Linked DNA regions of Sus scrofa: region 2 is linked to region 1. A link is a contact called in public Hi-C data. All regions are on one chromosome and are shown on one strand. The core of a region is the stretch at or near the end of the contact, and the rest is flanking DNA. Distances in the headings are between cores, read along the strand shown.

Region 1 (7,427 bases), core at 2,392-4,891:
TCGTTTCTGCGGATGCGGGTCCACCCGTCGCCTTTGTCCTCCTCGATCACGTACAGTGTTTCCCCCTCCACCACCGAGATGGTTCCTTCGTTCTGACCTGAAAAGGCAAAAGAGCAGCGTATTTTACGTTTCCTGTTCAGTCCAGGTCGATGGGGTTAACAGAGCCAAACCGGTATAGAGAGGATGGATAGGAGTTCCCCAGCGGCCTAGGGGGTTAAGGATCACTGCGGTGGCACCGGTTTGATCCCTGGCTGGGGGAACTTCCACATGCTGGGGCAGGGCTGGGGGGATCCTACAGGAAAGACCCCCCTAACATTCACTTATCCCAGGGCTTCTGAAGATGACCTGAGCCCGGATTGCTTCTTTCGCAGTATCTTTATCAGCAACGTGCAGGAAACCATTTCAAGGCTCATCAGTGTGAGAAACACCAGGCAAATCTTTCGAATCACTTGCCCTGTCTTCTAACTGACCTTACACCTATGACAGTACAGGTCCTAAGGTGCAGCTCTGGTCGAGTCAACAACTGCGCCAGTACTTTCAGCGGCTCCTCGATGTTTGCCGAATAAAACCCAACTGTTTCTCTTAACATCCCCGCCCCCACTGACAGGCCTACCGTCTTCCTTGTTTTCCTTTTTATTGAAAGAGAGGTGATCCACAAGCTGTGCCAATTTCTGCTGCAGAGCAAAGTGACTCAGTCACACATATGCATACATTCTTTTTTTAAATATTGTCTTCCGGAGTTCCCGTCGTGGCGCAGTGGTTAACGAATCCCACTAGGAACCATGAGGTTGCCGGTTCGATCCCTGGCCTCTCTCAGTGGGTTAAGGATCCAGCGTTGCCGTGAGCTGTGGTGTAGGTCACAGACTCGGCTTGGATCCTGAGTTGCTGTGGCTGTGATGTAGGCTGGCAGCTACAGCTCCGATTCGACCCCTAGCCTGGGAACCTCCATATACCGCGGGAGTGGCTCAAGAAATGGCAAAAAGACAAAAAAAAAAAAAAAAAATTCCATCACAGTCTACGCCAGGAGATGGGGTATAGTTCCCTGTGCTGTACAGTAGGGCCTTGTCTATCCATTCTAAATGTAATAGTTCGTATCTATTAACCCCAAACTCCCTTCCTTTCCCTCCCCCCCGCCAGGCCTGCACCTCCAGCATACGGAACTTCCCAGGCTGGGGACTGAATCGGAGCTGCAGCTGCTGCCCTATGCCACAGCCACAGCCACAGCCACGCCAGATCTGAGCCGCATCTTCGATCTGTGCTGCAGCTTGCAACCACGCCAGATCCTTAAACCACTGATTGAGGCCAGGGATCAAAGCCGCATCCTTACTAGTTAGATTCTTAACCTGCTGAACCACAGCGGGAACCCCGACCTTCCCTTCTTAAGTGTCCACTGTTACCACCTAAGATACCTGAAGTTCCAGCCCTCCTCATGCCCGGGCCTCTGGTACCCTACAGTACGGAGAGTCTCTAGACGCCCTTAAGGAAGTGAGCTCATCCTGACCTGAGACCCCCATCGCTCTGCACCCCTCCTCTGGTGAAGACTGCAAGCAACCCTCCCCTCTAAGTGTGTCCGCTTTATTTCCTCCAAAGGCGGGTATAGACCCTACCACCTGCATCCCACCCCTTCAGGGGTCTTTACAAGACGGGCGCCCTGTGAGTACTGAGTGAGTGGATGAAATATCAAAAATCATGATTCCATTCTCTCTGCTGCAACGAAGCTCACTGAACCTGTGCAACAGTACAGACCCAAAGGCAAAATGTACAGATGTCAACCAGATCGTTGTCATAAATATTATGGGCAGAACAAAAAAGCAAGGAGAGAAAGTTCTGGAAGACGGCAAAAGACGTCTGATCCCAGGAAGAGAAGAGTGACAGTTTCTGAAAAGTGGGGGACGGGGGGGGGGGGGGGCAGGGCTACCTTCGAACGTGTAGAGGGCTTTACAGGTCCCTATGGCAGGAAGGGGCTCCTCGTCGTCAAACTCGTCATCGAAATCCGTGGTCAGCACCTTCACCTCACCCTCCTGGCTCTGCTCCTCCGTGTAACTGCCATCCGGGCTGCTCAAGAAAGGAAAACACACAGCAACTATAGCGACGGCCCCCAGCGAGGACGCCATTCGCCCCCCCCCCCCCCCCCCCCGCCCGCAGCAAAGTGCTGGCGACCCCCCATCCCGAGCGTCCTAACCAGGACCAGGTCCCCGCAGGCTCCGGACCCGCCACCGCCTTGGGAAAAATCACAGGCCGAGCATCACAGATGCTCGGTCTCTCCCCGGGACCTGTGCTCCCCCGTGATGCCAGAGACATGACTGCAGAGCAGAAAAGCAGGCGCCGTACAGATACTGTACCTCTCCCGGTCTTGCGCGCAGTTGTTGACCGCAGGTGGGTTCTGCAGGTCGTACATCCCACTCTGCCGGCGGGCCTGATCGCTGCGTGCCGGGAGCCGGCCCTCCACCTCGGCCAGCCAGGCCTGCAAACGAGAGCCATGAGAGTCTCCGGCCTGAGCTCAGCACAAGGCCGGATCATGGACTTTCTCTCTCTCTTTTTTTTTTTCATTTTTTAATTACAGTCGACTTCCATTGTCCTGTCAGTTTCTGCTGTACAGCAAAGTGACCCAGTCACACATCTAAACACATGCTTTTTCTCATAGTCTCTTTCATCATATTCCACCACGAGTGACTGGACATTGTTCCTTGGGCCCTACGGCTGATCACGGACTATTAAGGCCCCAAGTTTGGGCTGCTCATTGGGCACTGATGCAGGTACAAGAAGGACCACCGGGGGTGGAGCCTCCCGTCTGTTGGCCTTGACTGTATAAAGGTACCCGAGGCAACTGCCTCCGTTTCACCCGAAGGTGAAGTGCAAACAAACTTCCATGTAGCCATTGCTCCTGAAGCGGTAGGAAGACACCAGCCTATTGTTATATTCCTGGGCTTTTTAAGCAGCTGTGATTTCTGATAAGTCACTTCTCATTCCTTCTGGTTCCCAAAAATTCTGCGACCCTGAATGAGGTCACACTGGGAAACATGACGCTCCTACCACACACTTAAGCAATGACTCAGTTTGAAAACCACACTTCCCATTTTTCTAGGAGTGTCACTTAAAAAAAAAAAAAAAAAGAAACAGTGAACAAAACTCATACCTAGGAAATCAAACTAGGTCAAAATATCTTCAGCAACATTTGAAATGGTGTCAAAAAGGTGAAAGAGTAAAAATGATCAGAAAAGGTCATTTCTAGGTTCTAAAATCTCAAACTCTAATAACTTGTTGACAGATTCCAGAAATAATGACAACAACCATATCTGAGCTTTCATTGCTAGAAACCTAATCTATTCTGATTGGAATGATCAGTAATTCGTTTATTTTTCCAGGCTCTGTGGTCCTTATATTTGGCAGGAGTGAGGGGAGTGGGGGATGGAGAGAAGTCTTTTGTCTATAACTCTTTAGTGCCCCCCAAAAAACATTTATTCTTATTTATTTACTTTGCTTTTTAGGGCTGCACCTGCAGCATATGGCGGTTCCCAGCCTAGAGGTCAAATCGGAGCTACAGCTGCCAGCCTACACCACAGCCATGGCAATGTGGGATCGGAGCCGCGTCTGTAACCTACACCACAGCTCACAGCAATGCCAGATCCTGAACCCACTGAGGGAAGCCATTGCGTCACAACGGGAACTCCCACATTTATCACTTTCTGAGAGTAAGTCCTCTGAAAGAACGCAATGTATTTCAATGGATTTTTTTTTTTCTCTTTTTTTCAGCATATGGAAGTTCCTGGGCCAGGGATCGAATCTGAGCCAAAGCTGTGTCACAGGTCACAGCTGTGGCAACACCAGATCTTTAACCAGATGCCCCACGATGGGAACTGCTCAATGGATTTTTTTTTTTTTTTTTTTTTTTTTTTGGTCTTTTTAGGGCCACACCCAAGGCATATGGACGTTTCCAGACTAGGTGTCAAATTAGAGCTGCAGCTGCCAGCCTACACCACAGCCACCGCCACAGCCACGCTGGACCTGAGCCGCGTCTTCGACCTACACCGCAGCTCACAGCAGCACTGGATCCTCCACCCATTCAGTGAGGCCAGGGATCGAACCTGCATCCTCACAAATACAAATCGGGTTTGTTACCACTGAGCTGCAATGGGAACTCCTTACATGGTGTCTTTTTCACTGTCAACATGAGATAAAGCAGAACAAACTTAAAAAAAAAAAAACACACAAAAAAACTGTATCCCAATATAACCTTAAACAGTGTCTGTTTTAAGGGAAATGATTAAAACGGGAGGTACTGACAAGCAGAACGGCAGGTGGCTGACCGTGTCTTCCTCCTTTTTTCAGGGAAACCCGACTCCAGCTGCATCTCTCGCGGGGAGCGGAACGCCAGCCTCTCCCTGTGTCTACGCCTCGTGACCCTCCCCCGACTCCTGCGTCTTTTTTCCCAACCAAGCTTTTCCACGACGGCTTTCTCGTACCTCAAATTTCTGGGCCTCTAGTCTCAGTTTTTCTATGTTTTGGCCGACTTCTGCTAATTTGTGATCCAGACTGGCGGGGTCTCCCATCTGTGGATTCTTTAGGTAGACGTCCTTCATTTTTGTGATGGCATCTCTGGAAAAGACAAGGGGGACAACGTGGCGAAGGTCAATGCCCTCGGCCCGTTCCCTCTCCCACCGCCGGGAAATCTCGTGAACCGGGGCGGGCGGGAGGAGATCACGGCAGTGTGGACCGGAAGGGAATCCTGGGCCAGCTTCCATTCTTAAACTTCTCTGCGCCACCTCTGCCACCAAGGTCTGCACGACGCACAGACCTAACTTCAACTCCAGGTGCCTTTTCGGAATGCAATGTCCCCGAGTCTTCGACGCGTGGGAAACGTAAAGTAACCCTGCCCTCCCCTTGCCCCACGCGAGAGACGAATGCCCAGTACTGCCAGGCACGTGTTCCGTGTGCAAACCGTGGGTCTCCAGGGCTGCAGTGTGTTGACCTCATGAAGAAGCACAGTTCATGGCTTTGGCTTTCATTACACATGACTTCAACGATTAAGAAACCGAACCTGGGAGCTCCCCTTGTGGCGCAGCGGAAGTGAAGCCGACTAGGAACCAGGAGGTTGCAGGTTTGATCCCTGGCCTCGCTCAGTGGGTTACTGATCTGCTGTTGCCGTGAGCTGTGGTGTAGGTCGCAGACGCAGCTCGGATCCCGAGTGGCTGTGGCGTAGGCCGGCAGCTGTAGCTCCGATTGGACCCCTCGCCTGGGAACTTCCATATGTCGAGGGAACAGCCCTAAAAAGAAAAAAAAAAACATACCTGGAGTTCCCTGTTGGTTCTGCAGGTTAAGGGTCAGGCGTTGTCACTGCTCTGCCTCAGATCACTGTTATGGTACAGGCTCAGTCCCTGGCCTGGGAACTTCCATATGCCAAGGGTGTGGCCAAAATAATAATAGTAATAATAATTTTAAAAAGAAAAGAAATTGAACCCACTGTTGGGATCCATGATAGGTGGGCAACACAGCCTTAAGGCTACACACGGCAAGACCCCATCACACCCCTCCCAAAATCCTGTTTGGAAGGCTGCCCACCTGTGCCGCTGCTGGATCCTTAACCCACTGTGCCAGGCTGGGGATTGAACCAGCGCCTCCACAGAGACGAGCCAGATCCTTAACCCACTGCACCACAATGGGAACGCCAAACATTTTTTTTTCTTTTTCTTTTTCTGGCCCTGCCTGCAGCATGTGGAAGTTCCCAGGTCGGGGATTGAACCTAAGCCACAGCAGTGACAATGCGGAATCCTTAACTGCCAGGCTACTAGGAACCTCCTTGAGCCACATCTCCTAATTTCTAAATTTTTGTTATGATATTCAATTTAATTGCAGCCTTCAGAGAACAGACTTTGAATGAATGGCCTCTATCCTTTGATGTTTGGGGAGATTCATTTTATGAAGTCGGAAGTTGCCCAGCTTTTGGAAATGTTCTAGGTGTACTTGAAAAGAATGTGTATCTGCAGTTACTGGACGTCTGCACACTAGGTCACTTTTGTTAGTTATGTCAGTCAAGTCCTCTGTCCTGACTCTCGGTGAATCTATTCTGTCAATTACCGAGAAGAGAGCTTTAAAAATCTTAAAATGTATTTGTATCTCTTGTACTTACATCAAAAGGTTAATAGCATAATCTTTTCTGTATTTGGAGCTGATACTATTATGGTCACGCAGATTTAAAATTTTATATCTTCTTGGCAAATTGAGCCATGTGTTATATGAATCATTTATTTTATGAAGTTGATCTTCTTGGCTGATTTTTTTTTTTTTTTTTTTTTGGTCTTTTTTCTTTTAGGCCTGTACCTATGGCATATGGAGGTTCCCAGGCTAGGGGTCCAGTCAGAAATGTCGCTGCCGGCCTACACCACCGTCACAGCAACGCCAGATCCAAGCAGCCTCTGCGACCTACACCACAGCTCAGGGCAACACCAGATCTTTAACCCACTGAGCAAGGCCAGGGATCGAACCTCATGGTTCCTGGTCGGACAATGGGAACTCCTTGGCTGAATATTTTATTTTACAAATGCAACAGGCCAGGTATTGTCCTCAGCACTGTATGTATCCTGACAAACTTAAGCCTCATACAGACAAGCATATTAATTCCCATCTCAAGGCGAAGAAACCAAGTTACCAAGAGGTTAAGAAGCTTATCCAAAGTCTGCAAGAGAAACAGGTAGAACCAGATTGGAGCCTACGATGTCCAGAGTGCCTGGTATTTAATTTTTTTATTTTGGCCACACCCCAGGCATGTGGAAGTTCCCCAGCCATGGACAAATCCACACCACAGCAGTGACCTGAGCCACAGCAGTAATGTTGGATCCTTAACCCCCCGAGCCACCAAGGAACCCCTAAAATGATCTATTTTTTCAGGAGTTGCTCTACCAGAGATAAAGACATAAAAACTCCTTTTCTTTTGCATATACTTAAACTGGGCTGCCGTACCAATTTCATTTGTTTATTTATTTTTTTGCATAACTAAATTTTAACCCCAGCTTCAATATAACTAAATTTATGTAGGATCTTAAGATACTTATAGAGCCCAAAACCTCAAGTTACCTTTTAAGTTCAAATCACCATTAATGATTGAGTCACTTAATTCCCTCAGTGAGAATATAGACGATTAGAGACAATTATTATTATTATTATTATTATCATTTTGTCTTTTTAGGGCTGCACCTGTGGCATATGGAGGTTCCCAGGCTAGGGGTCGAATAGGAGCTGCAGCTACGGGCCTACACCACAACCACAGCAATGCGTCAGCAACCCACACAACAGCTCATGGCAACGCCGGATCCTTAACCAACTAAAGGAGGCCAGGGATCGAACCTGCGTCCTCATGGATACTAGTCAGATTCATTTCCGCTGAGCCACAACGGGAACTCCAAGAGACAATTATTAAAGTGGCTTTTCAA
Region 2 (7,427 bases), core at 1,910-4,409, 280 kb after region 1:
GCTGCATCATTTTACATTCCTACTAGAAATTGGTCAAGGATTCCAACATCTCCACACTCTCACCAACATTTGTTATTTTCATGTTTATTTATTGGGTGTGAAGTGGTGTCTCATTGTGGTTTTTTGTGTTTGTTTTTTTCTTGGCCACATCTTCTGTATGCAGAAGTTCCAGGACCAGGGATCAAACCTGTGCCAGAGCAGTGACCCAGGGCATTGCAGTAACAATACCAGATCCTTAACCTGCTGAGCCACCAGGGAGCTCCTCATTGTGGTTCTGATTTGCATTTCCCTGATGACTAATTCTTTTTTTTTTTTTTAACTTACTTTTCTTCCGCTTTTTAGGGCTGCACCTGCAGCATATGGAGGTTCCCAGGCTAGGGGTCGAATTGGAGCTCAGCACAGCCACAGCAACGCGGGATCCGAGCCGAGTCTGCGACCTACACCACAGCTCACGGCAATGCTGGATGTTTAACCCACTGAGCGAGGTCAGGGATCGAACCCGAGCCCTGATGGATACTAGGCAGATTTGTTACCACTGAGCCACAACGGGAAGTCTTTAAAAATTTTTTGTAAAGTATAGTTGATTTACAATGTTCTGTCAATTTCTGCTGTACAGCCAAGTGACCCAGTCATCCGTATATATACATTCTTGTTCTTATATTATCTTCCATCATGTTCTATCACAAGTGATTGGATATAGTTCCCTGTGCTCTACAGCAGGCCCTCATTGCTTATCCATTCTAAATGTAATAGTTTGCATCCACTCACCCCAAACTTCCCTGATGACTAATTCTGCTGAGCATCTTTCCATGTGCCTACTGGCCAGGGCACACCTTGTTCTTAACAGGTGCAAACTGTTCTATCCTGCGGCTCTATCTGTACTTATCCATCCCCTGACAGGGGACCCTGAGCGTGCGCCCTCTCTTTTAATTTTGCTATTTCCTTCTCTCCTTCCTTCTTTCCTTCTTTTTTTTTTTTTTTTTTTTTTTTTTTTTTTGTCTTTTTGCCATTTCTTGGGCCGCTCCCACGGCATGTGGAGGTTCCCAGGCTAGGGGTCGAATCGGAGCTGTAGCCACCGGCCAACACCAGAGCCACAGCAACGTGGGATCCAAGACACGTCTGCAACCTACACCATAGCTCACAGCAACGCCAGATGCTTAACCCACTGAGCGGGGCCAGGGATCGAACCTGCAACCTCATGGTTCCTAGTCAGATTCGTTAACCTCTGAGCCACGACGGGAACTCCCCTTCTTTCTTTTATCTCATTTTTGGCTGCCCCGTGGCAGTATGGAGCTCCCGGGCCTGGGATCAGATCCGAGCCGCAGTTTCGACCGAAACCACAGCTGCAGCAACACAGGACCCTTAACCCACTGTGCTGGGCCAGGGTTTGAACCTGCGTCCCAGTGCTCCCAAGATACCTCTGATCCTGTTGCACCGTAGTGGGAGCTTCTGCTTTATTTCTTGGGGATAAATATGAAGCACCCCATGTGTGGATCGGAAGGTGTGAGCAGTTTTAGGACTTTTGACGTGGAATGCCACCCTGTCGCCTCATTGACTCCCGCTGACTCTGTGTCCCTGGCCGCCAGCTCCCAACCCGCTCCGCCTGCTTGTGTTTTCCAGATGCCTGGGAACCACTCGCCTCCTCCCGTGCCATGAGGCCGCCTCCGCCCCGACGCCACCCTCCCGTGCCCATCCCGCCTTTCTCCGCATCCACACCCGGCCGGGCTGCCCCGGGACGGCGAGGCCCGGCTCTCCTCTGCCCTGCCCCGCACACACCCGCCGCCTGAAGCCACCGGCTCCAATTGCCAACATCCTTTGCTTGTCCAGAAAACACCACCACGGATGGGAAAAGGCTTCCAGCCCTCTGCAAAACCAAGGACTCGGCTGCTTCGCAGGCAGCCTCTCGGTCCCTCCTGCTCTCCTGCGTGTGTGCTTTTTTTTTTTCTAATTTCAAATAGACAATTGAAAAAGGAAAAACAAACAAACAAACAAACTACCTTCTGTCCTAGAAGATTCAGACTGACAGATGGGGAGAAGGCCTCGGGGAGAACTCTGCCTCCCGCCTCGACCTTTGCAGCCGGAGAACCCACTGCGGTCATGGCCTCGGCCACGGTCCCTCGGGGCTGTGGCGCGGGGCGGGGGGCGCCTGCCTGCCGAACGGGGTTTGTCGTCTCATCCTCGAGCAGCCAAACCACCTGTGTGGCTAGGATGATGAATTACGATGATGCTGATTTTTTGTGATAACAGTATTGTGCTATTTGTGGGAAAAGTGAGGGTTTTTTTTTTTATATATATATACCTATCTAATTGATCTCTTTTATTTATTGGTTGTTAACTGTTGCTGCTGCCTCGTGTGTCCAGCGCTCCGGGGATGCGGAGCCCACCGTTTACACGTGCTTGGGAGGATGGTGGCTGGCAGCGGCCAAGAAGCCAAAAACCTTTTTGTTTTCTTCTTTTGAGATACTGTGCTTCATGTTTGGAGAGGGGCAAGGTGGGCTTCTGAAATGGCTAATGCACTGTTCCCCCAGCCCGAATGTCTCCTCTTTAGAACTCTTTCTCTGCCCCCAGTTCCCACATCTCTCTGTCCCGTGTTGTCCTCTGGGTCCAACAGGGACCATCTCTCAGTTTCTCGGCTCTCGCTTTGGTGTTGGCGGTGACGTGGGGGATGGCGGGGCTTGTGCTGAGCCTGGGAGCCAGGACAGGGGCCTGGGTACCTAAGGAGCGAGGGAAGAGGGGGTGACAGGTGTAAAGGCTGCCTCTCCGTCCTTGGCGGCTTTTGAGAATAGGGGCTCCCGCCTTCCTGCTCCCTCATCCAGTGTGGACAGTATCCCTCTGCCCTTCCTTCTTTTAGCTCAAAAGCTGGGAAGGAGCAGGGAGAGAAGGGACTTGGAGAATCCTGTTCACGTAGCTTCTCGGGCCGTGGCCCATGTGTGTTCACAGGAAGCTTCTAGCCCTGCCTGCCGCTGAGACAGGGCAGCCTCAGAACTGTCGGCAGGAAAGCCAGATGACTTTGGACCAGGAACTAGGTGCCCAAGGCTGGCCCTTTGCTCTGTGCCTGGGGGCACGCCCCTGCCCTCTCTGGGCCCCAGCTGCCCCAGCCGCAGAGCCAAGAAGCCTGGACTGGCGGATCTGAAGGCTCTCCTCTGGTTGATGCTAATTCTAAGCTTGGGTTTCCTGCAGTTGGTGATTCTGCGGTCTGTGGCTGAGTTTCCTGAGCCCAGCAGATGTGGGCACTGTCTGGGTTGCTGTTTTGTCCCTTGGCATGAATCTCCAGGGACATGGCAGCCGCTGGTCGCGGTGTGTGGGTTCAGATGACACATCTGGTCCCTCCCCGCGGTGCTTCCTGGTTCCTCCTGCCCTCGGGAGCTATTTTGCAGCCCCAAGCTCGACCTCACCCAGGGAAGGCTTCCAGCGGGAGAAGCAGTCTCCCAGAATGTGCAGGGCCGGGCCGGAGTCTAGAATCCCTGCTTCTCCTTTGCAAAGTCAGCATCCATCTTTTTCTGCTCATCGCGGCCCCAGGAGAGGAGAAGCTGGCCCTCGCCCCAACTTGGAATTTTCTTTGGCGTCCATTTTGCTCTTCCCCAGGAGGCCAGAGCTTCTCTAGCTCGTGAGTCCTCAGCCAGCAGACCCTCTGCCTGAGAGCAGCTCTGCCAGTGGGGGGCTCGTGTGTCCGCTCCTGTAGGCTGGACTGCGAGGCCAGCCCTTACCTCTTCCTTCTTGCGTTCCTTCGCGGGCCCTCTGGCTGCCCTCTGCCTCCAATGGAAGCCCCCCCCCCGCCCCCTACCCCTAATCCTGCAGAGACAGGTGCAGTAGTTCCATTTTCACAGGCGACTTTGAAGCCTGGGTTCTTTGAGGCCCCTGCAGTCACCGACCTGCTCCGGCCGCTGGCCCAGGAGGCCCAGGACTCACCACCAAATCCCGCAGTTCCTCAGCCTGGCTCTGACCTGGGGCCCTAGGGCAGGAGGTGAGCTTGGTGGCTTGGGGCCGGCGGGGAGAGGGGAGCGGGGCCTTCCTCCAGGTCAGCTGACTTCTCTGGCCTCCGCCTGAGCCTCGATTTGCCTCTCCGGCCCAGTGGGCAGGGGCTGTCGTGCAGCCTGCCCTGGAGGCATCGCGGTAAAGGGCTTGCGGCCGAGAATGAGCCAGGGTTAAGCATGCGGGGCCCGCCAGCTGAGGCGTCCGTCCCCAGGCATCCAGGGAGATCTGCGTGCAAGGCTTCCCTCCCACCTCCTCGCCTTTTGGCCTTTTGTTTTGGAGCCATGGGTGTGGCTTTTGGCCTTAGCTGGCAGTACCATGGATGCACGCCCCAGGCACACCGAGTCCACCCCCGGAGACGGTCCAGAGCTGCCAGTCGGAGGCCGCTCTTCTTCCTGGCAGGGTGCTGGACACTGGCCATTTTTGCCCAAGGTTGCTGGCAGGGGGCAGTTCTGTCCCCTCCTCTGACCGGATCTCTAGCTGCAGCACCCTGGGAGCCCTGAGCAGCCTGTGGGCCTCGCTCCTCAGCCCCATGTTGCACCTGAGGCCCACCCCCATCAGCTGCTGCTCTCTGGGGCTGCCTGATCAGCCGGGAGCCAGGCTCTCTGTCCCTCTGCTGACCCTTGCTCTCCAGCCCAGGAGCAGGGACCAGCCTTGGGCAGCCCATCTGCAGTGGCCCTGGTCTCTTTCTCACCGTGTCCGCTGCTCACTCCGTGTTGATGGTACTTAGAGAACGCCGCGAGTTTGTAGTATTTCACCAGGCAATGTTTAGAGTCGTGTCGAAAGGCAAACCTGTGTGTCCTCTTTCCCTGAAACGCTTTTCATTTTGACAGCCAACTGCCTAGATGACAGATGCACCTGGGCTTTCGGGGACATTGTGTCTTCTCTAGGGGGTTGGGGGATGGGAAGAGGCAGAAAAAGCCCCACTGCTCACCTAGAGGAAAGCCACCTGATTCCCAGCGGTTTCAGTGTCTAAGGGATGGAAGGGAAGGCGGGCACGCCCCCTGGTGGCGATGAGCCGTGACGGCATGTGGGGGCCCTGACCTGCCGCATAGGTGATTTGAGAGGGGAGGCTGCGGATGGGGAGGTGAAGAGGGGGCTGTGATCTCACCCAGACCCTGGGCTTCCTGCCCCACCTTTTGGCAGCATGTCTCCCAGACGCCTCTCTTCCTGATCAACCCCGGGGGATGGCAAGTGAATTAGCATCAAAGGCGCTGTGATGAGAAGCCTCGCCCCACCCTTTTTTAATATCTGCGGAATAAACGCAATGGTTGATTTTTGAACGAATAAAAGGCTTTTGTTGAATAAACAGCTCGTCCCATCTTCTGTCTTGGCATCTAGGCATTGCAGGCTTTGTCTCCCCCAGATCGGGACAAACGCAGAATCCCCAGTAGGTGGTACATTTCTGTTTTCGTGCGTCCTTGTCACGGGCTCCCAGTCTGACTCAGTGACCGGCGCTCTCCAGGAATCTGGGCAAGTCGCTTCTACTCATTGGGACTCAGTGTCTCCATCCGTCAGATGGGAGTGAGTCTGCTCAGCCCATGTCGCAGGGCCATTGTGGGGAGCAGCTATGAGCCGTATCATCATCAAAGCCTTTGGCCAAGGTGAAAGGCCACTGTGGCCATCTGAATTGTCACGGTGCCCCCACCCAGAGCCTGTGACTGTGGAATGGATTTTGAGCAACTGTTACTGCGGAAAAAAAAAAAAAAAAAAAAAAAAAGCAATGTTTTCTGGGTGTTTGGTTTTCTTTGTTTGCCTTCCCAACCCTCTCTGAGCCTCTTTTGGGGGTGCAGTCCTGTCTGAATCTACCAGTGTGTGTCTCTGGGGGAGGGGCAGGCCCTTGCCTTGGTGGTGCAGGTGGGGGCAGGGCGAGGCCCCGGGATGGACAGGGGCCACAGGGCATGCCCAGGCCTCCTCTTGCGCTCCTGTCGTGTTGTGTGTCATCCCTGTCGTGTCAATTAAACACGCTTCCTGATTTGTCTTTGCCTCCCTGTGTGGACCTGTTGCTTTGTCTGTATCTTCTGTGTTTTCATTTTAGGGTTCTTCTTCCTCCTGTGACACCCTTCCTCTTGCATTGGGGGTTGTCTGCCCAGCTTCCCCAAGAGAAAGAATGTGCAGACTGAGAACCTTGGGAATAATGATTAACCCAGAACGTTTCAAGGAGTGTTTCTAGGAAGCCAGGAATTTGGCAGAGGGAACCCCCTCCCCTCCATATCGCTCCAGCATTTCCATTCCCACCTGTTTCATCACTTGGGGGTCTCTAAAGGGCTTCTCGAAAGATTTAACGATGTTTAAAAACATTGGCCGAAACCAGTGGTTCTCAGAGTTGGGTGTCGTCAGAATCACTTGGGGGCTTGAGAAAACCCACGTTGCCAGCCTCACATCCAGAGTTTCTGATGAGCTGGGTTTGGGCTGAGTCTTAAGAATGTACATTTCAGGGAGTTTCTGTGGTAGCTCAGTGGGTTAAGAACCCGACACAGTGTCCTTGAGGATGTGGGTTCCATCCCTGGCCTCGCTCCGTGGGTTAAGGTTCTGGTGTTGCTGCAAGCTGTGCTGTAGTTCGCAGATGCGGCTTGGATCCAGTGTTGCTGCAGCTGTGGTATAGGCTGGCAGCTGCAGCTCCAATTCAGCCCCTTGCCCAGGAACTTCCATGTGCCACAGGTATGGCCGTAAAAAGAAGAAGAAGACAAAAAAAGAATGTGCATTTCTCATAAGTTCCCTGGCTGTGCTGATGCCGCTGGTCTGGAACCCCACTCTGGGGACCCCTGGGGATGTCCAGCTGGGTTCTAAAGAGGAGTCCGCCCTCCACTTGCCAGGGATTCAGGCTCATCATTCACCTGCCGGTGACTTTTGCACCTGTCACATGTCAGGCACCGAGAGCCCAGGGCCTAGTTACTCAACCAAGGGGAAGGGTGTGTTGGGAGGGGTGGTGGGGAGGTGAGTAGCTCCCATGGTGGGGTGGGGGGGTTGTCTCAGAAAGACACCCCATGCTTTGTCAGTGTGGCTACCCTCTGCCCTCAGCCTGGACCCTGGCATCTTGGAGGGGCCTCCTCTTTCTCATAGTTCAGCAACCAAGCGATTGATCAATACACGTGGTGTGGGCCCCTCATGTGCCTGGTATTAGGGGTGGGTGGGGGATCCGAGGAGGCAATGGTCTTTGCCTCCTAGAGTTTACTGAAGAAACATGAGTTAGGAGAACCATAAAAGGCAATGCTCCATCAAGAGCATGGGTGCTGGTTAGAGTCAGGGCACCGCTCTTGGGCAAAGGCTCTTGAAAGGCACTTGCATGTGTGGGTTGATGAGATCAAGCAGCCAATGTTGGAATGAGCCACCACCTGCAAAAACAGGTTGCGTTTCACAGTTGGTTTTGAGAAAGGACTCATCAGACCAATGCCACCTGGGAGACAAAGCCAGAGGGCCCAACATAACTCTCACTTTGATGCTGAAGCCACAGA

Evidence for each region. Hi-C and Micro-C count contacts between places; a contact is called where the count stands out from the background.
Region 2: a Hi-C map of retroperitoneal adipose tissue shows a contact between it and region 1, with 1.9 times the contacts expected there. The contact joins two enhancer-like sites. A contact is called at or near these places in 7 of 47 Hi-C or Micro-C datasets (embryonic fibroblasts, mesenteric adipose tissue, omental adipose tissue and 2 more) and 1 of 2 datasets of contacts at active chromatin or transcription factors (skeletal muscle).

Annotation. Positions count from the first base shown.
Region 1 is chr1:270,050,115-270,057,541 of Sscrofa11.1, forward strand. FNBP1 (formin-binding protein 1) reads right to left here. Exons shown (of 18, transcript XM_021070148.1): 14 at 4,464-4,596; 15 at 2,343-2,464; 16 at 1,919-2,055; 17 at 1-97. Among named protein-coding and RNA genes, the nearest start is that of USP20, 58 kb to the left of the region's middle. Within about 2 kb of position 3,642, at least 5 of the 83 cell types and tissues checked have an H3K27ac peak or open chromatin away from gene starts, as enhancers often do. A contact at or near this core is called in retroperitoneal adipose tissue, where this site is marked.
Region 2 is chr1:270,329,217-270,336,643 of Sscrofa11.1, forward strand. NCS1 (neuronal calcium sensor 1) reads left to right here. Exons shown (of 8, transcript XM_003122241.5): 8 at 1,621-5,283. Among named protein-coding and RNA genes, the nearest start is that of HMCN2, 31 kb to the right of the region's middle. Within about 2 kb of position 3,160, at least 4 of the 83 cell types and tissues checked have an H3K27ac peak or open chromatin away from gene starts, as enhancers often do. A contact at or near this core is called in retroperitoneal adipose tissue, where this site is marked.